2 separate regions of the Gossypium hirsutum genome follow, and region 1 is linked to region 2. The links are chromatin contacts, called in public Hi-C maps. All regions are on one chromosome and are shown on one strand. The core of a region is the stretch at or near the end of the contact, and the rest is flanking DNA. Distances in the headings are between cores, read along the strand shown.

Region 1 (5,660 bases), core at 1,758-4,257, 250 kb before region 2:
TCTAGACAACAATCTAAGCAATTCCACTAATTCACGTCTATTAAATCTAGAAGGAAAGCATGCAAGAAAAATCCCAGCCCACACAACAGCAATATTTTGCTCATGACATGTTCTTAAACAGCCTCTTAGATGCTTTTAAGCCATCAGCACAGAAATATAATTAAAATTGGATGCTCCAAAACAAAATTCAACAAATGATCAGATTGGGAGATCAAAGATCACCTAAACTTATGTCAATTCCCACTCCAGTAACCCTGCCTGCCAAACCTACCAGGAAAGCATGCAAAAAAAACAAAAAACCTGGAACTACACAAGCAATAGTATTTTGACAGTGACATGCTCCTAGCTAGCCTCAGACGTATCCTGAATGCTTTTATGCCATCAGCAAAAAGACGTAATTATAATTGGATGCACCAGAACAGAACTCAACAAATGAGAGGATTCAGAGATCAAAGATAACATAAACTTAGTTCATTGATAGCAATTCAAACAAAGTCAATCTAGATACTTTAGCTCTTGTAAGAAAATATTCAAAATAGATAAACTCACAGGATGCAATTAAAATACCATTAGAAAATTACTTATGCAGAAAATGATGCAAGGTAAAAAAGCAAACCTGATTCATAACATCTTTCATCATTTCTCTGGCAATCTCAATTTGCTTCTTATCCCCAGTTACCCTCACTGTCCTTTCTTTTGATCCATCCCCTTCTGGGAGATGTTGAGGTATCAACTAAAAAGATAGTAAATTGTCAGTCCTTGCAGGACCAGTTTTGCAAGAACTCCAACCCTGAAAAAGACAAATAAACATCAACTACCTGAATTCGAGCACCTGACTTCGTTTGCAGTCCTTTTATAGTTTCCCCACCTCTACCAATGATTAAACCAACCTGAAACAGGTAAGGTAACATACACCAGTAGGAATAAGACTAATGCATATTTGAATAAGAATTATGACGCCTGAACTCAAAAAATGATTAACCTTCTCATTTGGAACTTGTATCTCAATTTGATCAGCAGCACCAGCAGCCTGAGTGGTAGCAAGGCCCCTAGCTACTAGGGAAGGAGAACCCCCAGCATCAGCCTGACGCAAATACAAACATTAAGTTAATGCAACAAATGAAGGATATTAATTTTGACAGTAGAGGGGGAAGGGGAGGGACAGGGTAAATAATGAAAGCATGGAGCTAGATATTGATTAAACAAATTTCAGAGACAGCATACAACCTCTGCTATGACAGCATTTATAAGCTTCTCAGCCTTGATTATGCTGCTCAAAGTCCCTATTATTTCTACAGGTCTTGTAGGAGCATCCCGATCAGCATCTGCATCCCTCATGATTTGAATTTTTGCCCCAGAGTTGTATTGCAGATACCTTATAGTATCCCCTGCCTTGCCAATGAGAACGCCAACCTATACAAGCATGCAAGAAATAAAAATCACAGAACAACATGTTCCGCAATTATGAAGAGGGAGTAAGGCATTGCTTGGATTACAAGATATTTTTGGAATGTGTGTACACTGAAAAAGGTAGACGTCACCAAAGAAAGAACAATAAATGCAGATAAAACATTAAAGGTAGTTTAGACACATAATGAGGGGATTTTTATTAAAAAATGTAATTTAATAGATGACATCCACCTTAAGAGAGAAGAATAAAAAGACCTACATTATTGGGAAAAAAAATTTAAAAAAGGATTGTCTATTTGACACGGGACCAAACAGATTATAGTGCAAAAAGGGATTGTTGAAATGTTTGTTGAAGTAACTACGAAAAAATCAACTTCAGTTTACACCCAGTTCAAACAATTTACAATGAGACAGCCTAAAATTTTGGCCAGCATACCTTCGCATTAGGAACCTCCATTTTGCGCGTAATAGTTGTACCATCATCAACCTCCTGCTGAGGCAAGTCATCAGAAGGTTGCTTATTATCCTCTTTAGCAGGTTCTTGACCGTTATCTGCCTCAAAACTCTCAACTTTACCTAACTCAGCATCAGCAGTTTCAGGATTATCTGCAGACTGCCCATCTGTTTCCTCTGCAGTTCCTTCATATTGCTCAGGTTTTACAGTTTCTTCAGCCTCCTTTGCAGGAGAATCACCATCCTCTGCTTGCTTGTTAAGCTCATTTTGCTGCAAACCCTCCTCTTCCTCCTTGGCAGGTTCATGCGATTTCTCAGCTTCAAATCCATTCTCACTGGCTGTTATTTTAAGCATAAAGACCATGGAATCAGAATAGTTAGATATGCAAAGCAATAAAAATATGAACTAGCCATAAACCATGTTTTGTTTTGATATCACTGTTGCTATTTGTTTTTGCTTTCTGCACAAAATTGGAAAGGGAAAAAAAAAACAAGGTGTTCACTCATAGGCTCCATCAAATATTGGCTCTTGATTTTAGCAATTTTTAAACATGTAAAAATAAATGATAGAAAAAGAAAAATTAGTAAAGTAACAACCAAGCGGAGCCTTAATCTTCTCACTTCGTATTCACCTAGCACATAAAACTCGCAATTCCTGAACATCTTCAGTTTTCCAAAAAAGCTGTTTTACCATAGAAAAGTTTCAATTAACCCTAAAGCTACAATCATTTAAGCCCTCAAATCATTTCCTAATATAGTACATAAACCCCAAAAAAAGGGAACATGTTCATTACCCAAGCCATCGGTTTTATCGTCGTCGAGCCTAGGGCGTTTTGCCTCGGACAAATCAGATGGTGCAGCATCGTTATCTTGGGCATCAGGGTCTAAAGCAGAGTCCCGAGGCATGTTGTCGGCATGGGGGTCGTGGGGCTCAACATCCTCGAGTTTTCGCTTAAGATCGGAAGGGACGGGGCTGGGTGCAGGGGCTACGGCCTCTTCCTCCGCCATCAAAATGTACGGAAAAGGAGAAGTAATCTAGGGTTTGGAGAAAAGAGCAGAAATAGCGAAGAAATGGAAGTGTTGGATGAGGATGCTAGTGTGTAAGAGATAAAAGATCGTGTTTGTATGTCATGTATTACATTAGGGTTTAAGGCCAATTTATAGCTGCAAAATATCACATTTCACATTTCGCAATTTCTTTTATTTCTTTGGCCCACTCTCCAGTCTTCTTTTTATTTTCTTGAAAAAAAAAATCTTTAGGTGTGAGAAAATATTTTTGTTTTTCTTTATTTCCCAAAATTGGATTTTTTATATTTAAATTTAAATTATTTTTGTTTTTATTTATCTGTTTTTTAAATTTTAAAAAATAAACTATTTTTTAAAAAGGAAGAAGTTTTCTTTAGTAATTTAAATAAATAATAATAGAAAATAATTAAAAATCAACACCTGTCATTTTTTACTAAATTTTTTTGTGAATCCCTAATTTAAGAAGCTATAAATAGGCAAATAAATTTGTTAATTTTTTGCAATAAACAAAAATAAGTTATGATGTTTGTTCTTTACAGTATATCCTACATAATGGTTGCCAACTTATTGAGATTTGAAGGACATGTAGCCCAAAGTGTAGTTACATTAGAGTATTCTTGTATTACTTAGCTTCGCAACAATATGAGTATAGGTCCACTTGACGAGAGAATCCTGCTTTAATTAAGGGGCATTGATTTCTATCACACAAGTCAAATTGAGAGAGTTACTTACATTTTGTCATTCTTATCCACTCTGATTAAACGATGGAGACCGAAGACCCATATGTTTCATCCCTTATACGGCTAGGCGATAATAAAACTGGAAGATGTAGCATTGCTAACAAGGCTTCTAGAAGACGAGCATATTGTGATGGGAAGCTTTGAATTTAATCTACAAGATAACCTTTATGCAAAGTTCAGAACTGATACAAACCTTTCGGTGGATTTCAAATGGCACCAAGTGAAGTTAGATTAGTTGAAGAAGTGACTTAGGAATCTCCTAGGGAATTCAACATCCATTTAGATCGATTGCCATGCTCGAGCATACATTCTTCACCTAATCGGAGGTGTGTTGATGATAGAAAATCCTGGCAACTTAGTTCATACCTTGTACTTCCCATTTTTATCTAACTTTTAAATTGTTGGTACATATAGTTGGGACCCTGCCATTTTACCTATATAAAGCATTGTGCAAGAGGTGTAAAGTGCGGAGTAAGGAAGTGAATGGATGCCTTGTGATTTTACAATTGTGGAAGTAGTATCAACTTTTGCTCATAGACTTCTACCATCTAAACCTTTTAGCTTCCCACTAGCCAGAAGGTAAGTAGAACCCTAAACCATGAAATCAATGTTTATAGCCTAAATGTCTTATATTTGTAATAACATTATGTAATTTAATAGATAGTCTAAGTAATGTGATTGTACAACATATAGGAAGGTCGATTTGGTATTGATACAATAAGTAATTCATAGGAAATCAAATGATTTGGTATCGATATAGTACTATAGATGTGAATTAAATGTTAAATGAAATATGCGAATTAAGTTTTTATGTTATGTTTGTGAAATCATAAAAAAGATTTTGATATGTGAATGTGAAAGTTGATTAGTAACTATATGTGCTAAAGTAAAAACTATAAGTTATCAAGTTAATTTAAATGATTTTATGTTTTGGAAATAAATTAAAAGTTTAAGTATGTTAGTGAAAGAAACTGTATGAATAAATGTTATTATTAAAAAATAATTAAATTGTAAATATATAAAAATGGTAAGATTGAATTCAATTGAGTACTTACTAAGTTATTCATGTAGTTGAACACATTTATTTTTAAAACGTGCAGGTAAAAGATAAAGTTAAAAATGAATCAAGGATTGTAACTTCAATTTGGATCACATCACTCAGCAATCTCCAAGGACAAGTTTTGGTATAAAAATTTTGGACTTTAGAATGGCATGTACTTAAGTTTAAATATGGTATTTGTATGTGCGTCCTAGTGGAAATACTTGATAAATTTTTTAATATTATGTTAGCTTAGTGACTTGGTTAATTTAGCAACTTAATGACTAAATATGACACATATTGCTCTAGTTATCGATTTAACTTAGGTGAGGGGTGTTACATTTGCAAACTTTATGCTCATTTCCTTAAGCTATATATTAGGTAGGTTGCACCATGTAGATGATTTCTTCAAGATAGCCATTTAGAAACACTGTCTTGACATCCATTTTTCAGGTCTCATAATCGAGAGCTATCGCAATGGATAAACAAAGCGAATCGACTTGACCATCGCTACTGGAGAGAAGGTTTCCTCGTAATCAATACCTTTTTTTGTGTAGCTTTTTGCCACAAGTATGGCCTTATAGGTTTCAACCTTTCCTTCCACATTTCTCTTTCTTATAGATCCACTTTGTTAAGAAATGTGCTTATCTTATAGTAAACATGAAACTACTTTCTATGTATTTGAATGATGGATAAATGAATAAAGTTAATTTCACATTTAACTATTATATCTTTTGTGTTTGTCTTTCATGTTTTACATACATAGCAAAATTGTGACAAGCAAATATTATTTCATTGATTTTTTAAGTTTGAACTGATGATGAGTGGCACTGTAAGAATGTTTACACTACGAGAAAGACAACTTACTTTAGTAGATAATATAAACGAGTTCGTAATCCCGTAAAAGAATCAAAGTGAGCATTTGATTCAAATACTTAGAAGGATTATTATGTCTTCTACAATTCTAATTGGGGAGATGGCTAGTATTAGCT
Region 2 (5,849 bases), core at 426-2,925:
CCTTTGAGCAAAATGGACTGGTTGAACGGAAGCATCGATAGATTGCTACTTTTGGACTCTCTATGCTTGCATATGCCTCCATGCCATTGGCATAATAGTATGAAACTTTCAGCAGTGTTATGTATATGATAAACAAGTTACCTTCCCTTCCTTTAGAAGTCATCTCTCCCTATGAAAAATTGTTTTAAATAAAACCGAACTATTCTTTTCTTCGAGTTTTTGGTTGTTTGTGTTTTCCTATTCTTCGGCCTTATCATGTTAATAAACCACAGTTTTGATCCACACCCTACACATTTCTTGGTCACTCACTAGTTCATGAAGGGAATAGGTATCATTATCATTCGAGTAAAATATACATCTCTTGTCATGTCACCTTTTATGAAAATATGTTTCCATTTCAAACCAACTCAATTACTTCAAATGTCTCTTGTCAGTTGGTGGGTAACTAGCTGAAGAACAAGGCGGCAATATTTCTAGTGATTTAATTTTTTAAGCACCTTTGATAACCCATAATAAAAAGAAAATGAAAGAAATTTTTCAATGAAAAAGTATAGAAAATGATAATTAGATACTGAGCCATTTATCATTTAATATAATATTTTTCAATTCTTTTAAATTTATCCTTTAAATATTTTACCTTTAAAATTTTAAAAATTACATTTGTCAAATAATCTAATTATATTGTCTACTTATTTTTAAAAAAATATCAAATATATTTTATAACCTAAATCTAACACTTATTTTTTAATTTATCAAACAATAATTTAATAAATGAATTTTAGAAGATTTATATATATATTTTTTATGAAACTTTATGCTAAATGTATTTCTTGCCAATTTTAGGAAGTTAGTGGATTTGACTAAAAAGGAAAAATGATATATCATGAAAAATTTATTTAACCTTCTCAAATTTAATAACAGCTATTAAAAAATGTGTAGAAATAGTAAAAATTTCTCTCTAATTTATAAATGGGAAGATAACGTATTCCAATATACTTGAATTTTCGTCTTCTTACATTGACAATAAATTTCATCCTAAATTGAACTAAGACTCAATCAACTTGAATAAAATATCTTTAACTTAATTTAACAAATTAACTCATATGTAAGTATAGTAAGTGGGTGATTTTTGCTCACTCAACTTGATATATCTCTAAATAAGTTGACGTTTATTTGATCCCAAATTAATTATTTATTTACTCCTTTCAAGTTGATTTGAAAAATTAAAGTTACATTTGATTTTGACTTGAATATATTTTTTTATATTTATATTAAAATAAAAATAACTTTTAATTTTAATGATAGCGTTAATTTTTTTAAGTATAAATATATTAGAGTAAATATTAATATAAAATTTATATCATAAATATTTATAATAATCGTTTTGGTGGAACGGATTTTCCCTAAATTCGACACCAACCTAACTCGACTAGTATTTAGAATAAGATCTGCCCCGCCTCCTAAAAGAAAAAAACTGATGAAATTCACTGTATCCAAGTATTGTTTTCTGCCAATTCGTATATATAGTGATCTCTTGGGCAGAAAGGTTTAGGTTTTGTTAATCATCCCATATAAGTAAATTATAATTAATGGGTACTCCATTCCTTGATACGTGTACTCTTCACGTTGACACTTGTCCTCTTTTATTCCTCATTTGTCTTCTCTCGATATCAGAAATAAGAAATCATATCAAAACTATTTCTCTGTTTCCACCTCCACCCAGTATTTTGACGTGGCAATATTCTAATGGTGATCAATGTACATAGTCAACCATCTCTGTTTTGACCAACCAAATGATTTTGCCACGTCATCACTCACAACTTCAACTGTCTCCCTCTGTTCAACACTCAAAGCGCCTACCCGCCTTATCCTCTTTGGTCTTTGCAGTTTTATTCCTTTCTCTCCTAAGTCATATAATTCGGATTCAATTTGGGGATTAGGGTTTGTGGAGTACTTCGTTTTTGGTTTTGTTCGCTCTTTAACTAGAAAAAAAAATAAAAATAAAACATCAATCAATTCCCAGCCATGGAAGGAGACTTACTAGATTGGGAGGTGCTCCACAACTCGGATTCTGACTCTAATTCTATCCTGGTTAACTCGCCGCAGTTGAGGAATCTTGAGGGAATCGAAGGTGATACTGGAGGGATGATAAGGTCTGATTACTTTTCTCTTGATAATCAGAGTATGTATGCGAAGGAAGGGGATGCAAGTGAAGAAGGCTCTATTGAGTCAGATAATCCGAGTTGGATTGATCCCAAGCCGGAGACTCAGTTTAGGAGGAATAATTCGGGTGATTTTTGGTCCGATTCGGGTAGTGATCGGTCAGATGATCGTAAATTAAGTGATTTCTCTGTGAAAAAAGACTTGGAGTCCGCTGAGAATGAGGTTTGTTTACAAGGGATTGGTAAACCGGAAGCTAGGGCTGACGGATTGGGTACATTTAAGCCTGATGGTGCCGAATTTACTGAATTGGATAGGATAAAGGAATTAGATTTTGGTGGGTTTGGCGATATTCAAGATCAGAATAAGGATTTGGGCGAGTTGTGGCCTGATGCTGGCGGAGATGGTTTGGTTTCAATGAAGTTTAAGGATGTTGAAAAAGAGGCTAGCATTGATTTTGGTGATTGTATGGAAAAGGGAGCGGAGATGGAGAATTCAGGCGAGCTTGATAATAGGAATAGCTCAACTTTGGATTTGGGAGTAGGACACGGTACTACGGCTGGTAATGAAGGTTCTACCATTGATGAAATGAAGTTAAGTGCGAAATCAGTTAATGAGGAGGAGAAGAAGAAGGTAGTATGGTGGAAAGTTCCTTTTGAGCTCTTGAGATACTGTGTTTTAAGGGTTAGCCCTGTTTGGTCCTTCTCTGTAGCGGCGGCTGTGATGGGTTTTGTTATATTGGGACGTAGACTGTATAAGATGAAGCGGAAGAGCAGTAACTTGCAGCTGAAGGTTACCATGGATGATAAGGTTAGTTGCTGCTTATTTTTTCTATTATTGTTGTCAATATTTGAAAATTGAATTATCACTTGTCTCAGATTTATTATGTAATCAGATCACGTAAGTTGTCGGTTGTCCCTGCTGCTGCATAATTTAGATCCATTTTTGCTCTAGGGTTCACGTTGAAATTGAATTTCATTCCCTTTTATACAAGACTATTTATGATCCTTTCCATTTTTGTTGCGTCATCTCTTCAAGCTTCTCAATGACTAGTTGAGATCCTTTGTTTGATTGATTTGTCTGAGTTTTTACTCTGCATCTTTACGAATTTCTTGCTCTGGAAATATTTGATTATTAGGAGCTTTCCTGAGTGAACCTCGTGTTTGATTGATCATTAGTTCCTTGTCAAATCTCTGAATTTTTTCCTCCTTTTTACCCGTGGCTCCACTTGGTTCGCTATAAGTAACTTCCTAAAAGAAATGTTCTTGGGGAGGACTGATTCTTCTTTTGTTTCCCTTTCCTCCTCCACTGTTCTGTTCCGTCTTTCACTAACAACACTTTTAACCAATACAAAGTACAAGGATAAGCTGAAGGGAAAACACATATATAATGGAAAAACCAAATCAAGATTCAAACATCAAACTTTCTCACCATTAAATTGGATTTAAGACTATTTAGCTGATAGCTGAATCATAGCCCACACATTATCATGGTGAAAGTACATGTAATTAATATATAAGGTACATTGGATAGTCAAGTACTTGTAGCAGATCAGGAAAATTTTGGTTCAGTCGATACAGTTGATGATTGGTCCACTGCAAGATTTGCCTGTAAAACCATACTTCCCAAATAAAATATTGGGACAGAGTTTGAGAAGAGACAGGGACCGAGGATGGCTAGTGTTAGTTGGTCCTCATGGCAAGGTTAACCTCTAAAAACAACTTTCCCATTAAAACTATCGGAGTTGCTTTCCTTTATTTATTTATTTATTTATTCTTTTACTTGGTAAAATATTTTAGTTCGACCAATATCTTTTTCTGCCATGTCTTATATTAGAAAACAGAAAATAACTTCCTGGATGTCACGTATGCTAATGGAATAGTGACACTATCTTACTAGTAACGTGCTCCTGTTATGTTGTGTTTTATTTTGGAAGGAATCATTTTTCTTTCACAAGAAATTTAGATTATAAGAAAGGAAATATGTTATTGATTCTCCATTGTCTTCTCATTCAATTTGCTACTTTCCCATCTAATCCAATTCAGCTAGAACAATACACCTTTTGCTTCTAATGATGTGGAGTATTATTGTGTTTGTATACTTTTATGTACGAAGGATTAAGTGATGGATATGTTTGAGGATATAGCACGAGCAACATATATTGTATTACTCCATTGGAAAAAAAGGATTTTCATGACTATTTAACTTAAAGTTTGCTTTTTCTTGTATAGCTAAAATTTTTGTTTGTTGATAAGTTGCAATTAGTTTCTGCAGGAGTCTTACTTTTTTGAAGAGTCTTTTTTTTTTTTTTACTTACATTGCATCAACAGCCAATATGACATTAATTAATAGAATGCGTGATCTCCCCCACAAGAAAAATATTGTGCCATAATTACCATGTGAACAGAGCAGACTCCCAAACGAAACACTTGATAAAAAATTTAAGTCTCAAATATTATACTTCTGAATTTCCAAGTCGCAATAGCAGACAAAGCCTGGAAGTAAATTCTAACATTTGAAATGATTAATGGAATCATGAATCCATAACTACAACCCCCCCCCCCCCCCCCCCCCGAAAATTAACAGACCAAACAAAGCCAAATGAAAGTTGAGATATATCCTTACAAACTATGTTGTAGTCATGAATGTCCACATTGCACTCACAAAAACATTGTCCTGGAAGCACACGAACATAGAGGTAAAGTATAAAAAATCAACCATTCCAACAACTTTTATCTGCACTCCAAGGAGTTAGAAAAGGTGAAGGTTTTCCTTCTTGGTTGTTTGGTCCATTTATATTCTTCAGAAATACCGACTTTTTACGACTGCTTCTCTCCTTTTCTTTTGTGGAAATGGAGGTGGTTGGATTGGTTGGTTAAATTCGAAACTTCATGCGCATAACAAGTAGAATTGGTAGGTTAAAATAACCGGTTTGTTAAAATATTTATGGTATTAAGTTTGAATGTAGCTAAAACTAATTTAAGTTTAAACTAGTATAAGATGTCCTTTATATATATCAAAAGACCGTTATAGTCGACTGCTGATAAACATCCAACATTTTGTTCTTTGCTTGAGTTGTATTTGCAGAAGGTGTCCCAGTTTATGACTCGTGCAGCTCGTCTGAATGAGGCTTTTTCAGTTGTAAGACGTGTCCCAATTATACGGCCTTCGCTTCCCACCGCTGGGGTGAATACATGGTCTGTGATGAGTATGAGATGAAGGTGATACTGTGTAAAAAAGAAAAAAAGAAAAAGACCAGGGAGGGTGCCCACAAGGTAAGCCATAATATTATGTTTGCTTTGCTCTGTTAATGTAAGGATGATTGTTTTCAGTTTACTCTTTTGGTTATGTATGGGTTCTGAAATTGTATGTAAACTTCAGACTGTAATTTGTTTCAGTACCCTTTATGTTGTAAAACCTGGACCAATTATCTTATTATATTTCTAAATCTTTCTATCTGTACTGTAGAGTTTATTAATAGGGTTCTAATTGTATAGACTACTCCCACACCCAGCGATTTCAGTAGATGGTAGAATTAGGCCATCTCTTCTCCGGGGGTTTTTAATGCTCTTCAATGTTACTGAAGGGTTTAAGATGAGCCTGTATTTATAATAAAATGATAGAAATAATTAAAACATCTCAAAACAGGACATCATCCTAAACCCTTCACTAACATCATGATTTCTTTA

The links. Hi-C and Micro-C count contacts between places; a contact is called where the count stands out from the background.
Region 1: a Hi-C map of leaf shows a contact between it and region 2, with 1.9 times the contacts expected there. The contact joins the promoter of LOC107939038 here to the promoter of LOC107895064 in region 2. A contact is called at or near these places in 3 of 34 Hi-C or Micro-C datasets (hypocotyl, leaf and seedling).

What each region holds. Positions count from the first base shown.
Region 1 is chrA13:81,892,191-81,897,850 of Gossypium_hirsutum_v2.1, reverse strand. LOC107939038 (far upstream element-binding protein 2) reads right to left here and starts at 3,007. Exons shown (of 7, transcript XM_016872324.2): 1 at 2,658-3,007; 2 at 1,847-2,202; 3 at 1,228-1,413; 4 at 983-1,084; 5 at 819-890; 6 at 617-733. The coding sequence starts at 2,871.
Region 2 is chrA13:81,636,125-81,641,973 of Gossypium_hirsutum_v2.1, reverse strand. It overlaps LOC107895064, which reads left to right and starts at 1,675. Exons shown (of 2, transcript XM_016820273.2): 1 at 1,675-2,970; 2 at 5,248-5,616. The coding sequence starts at 2,026. The coding sequence ends at 5,379.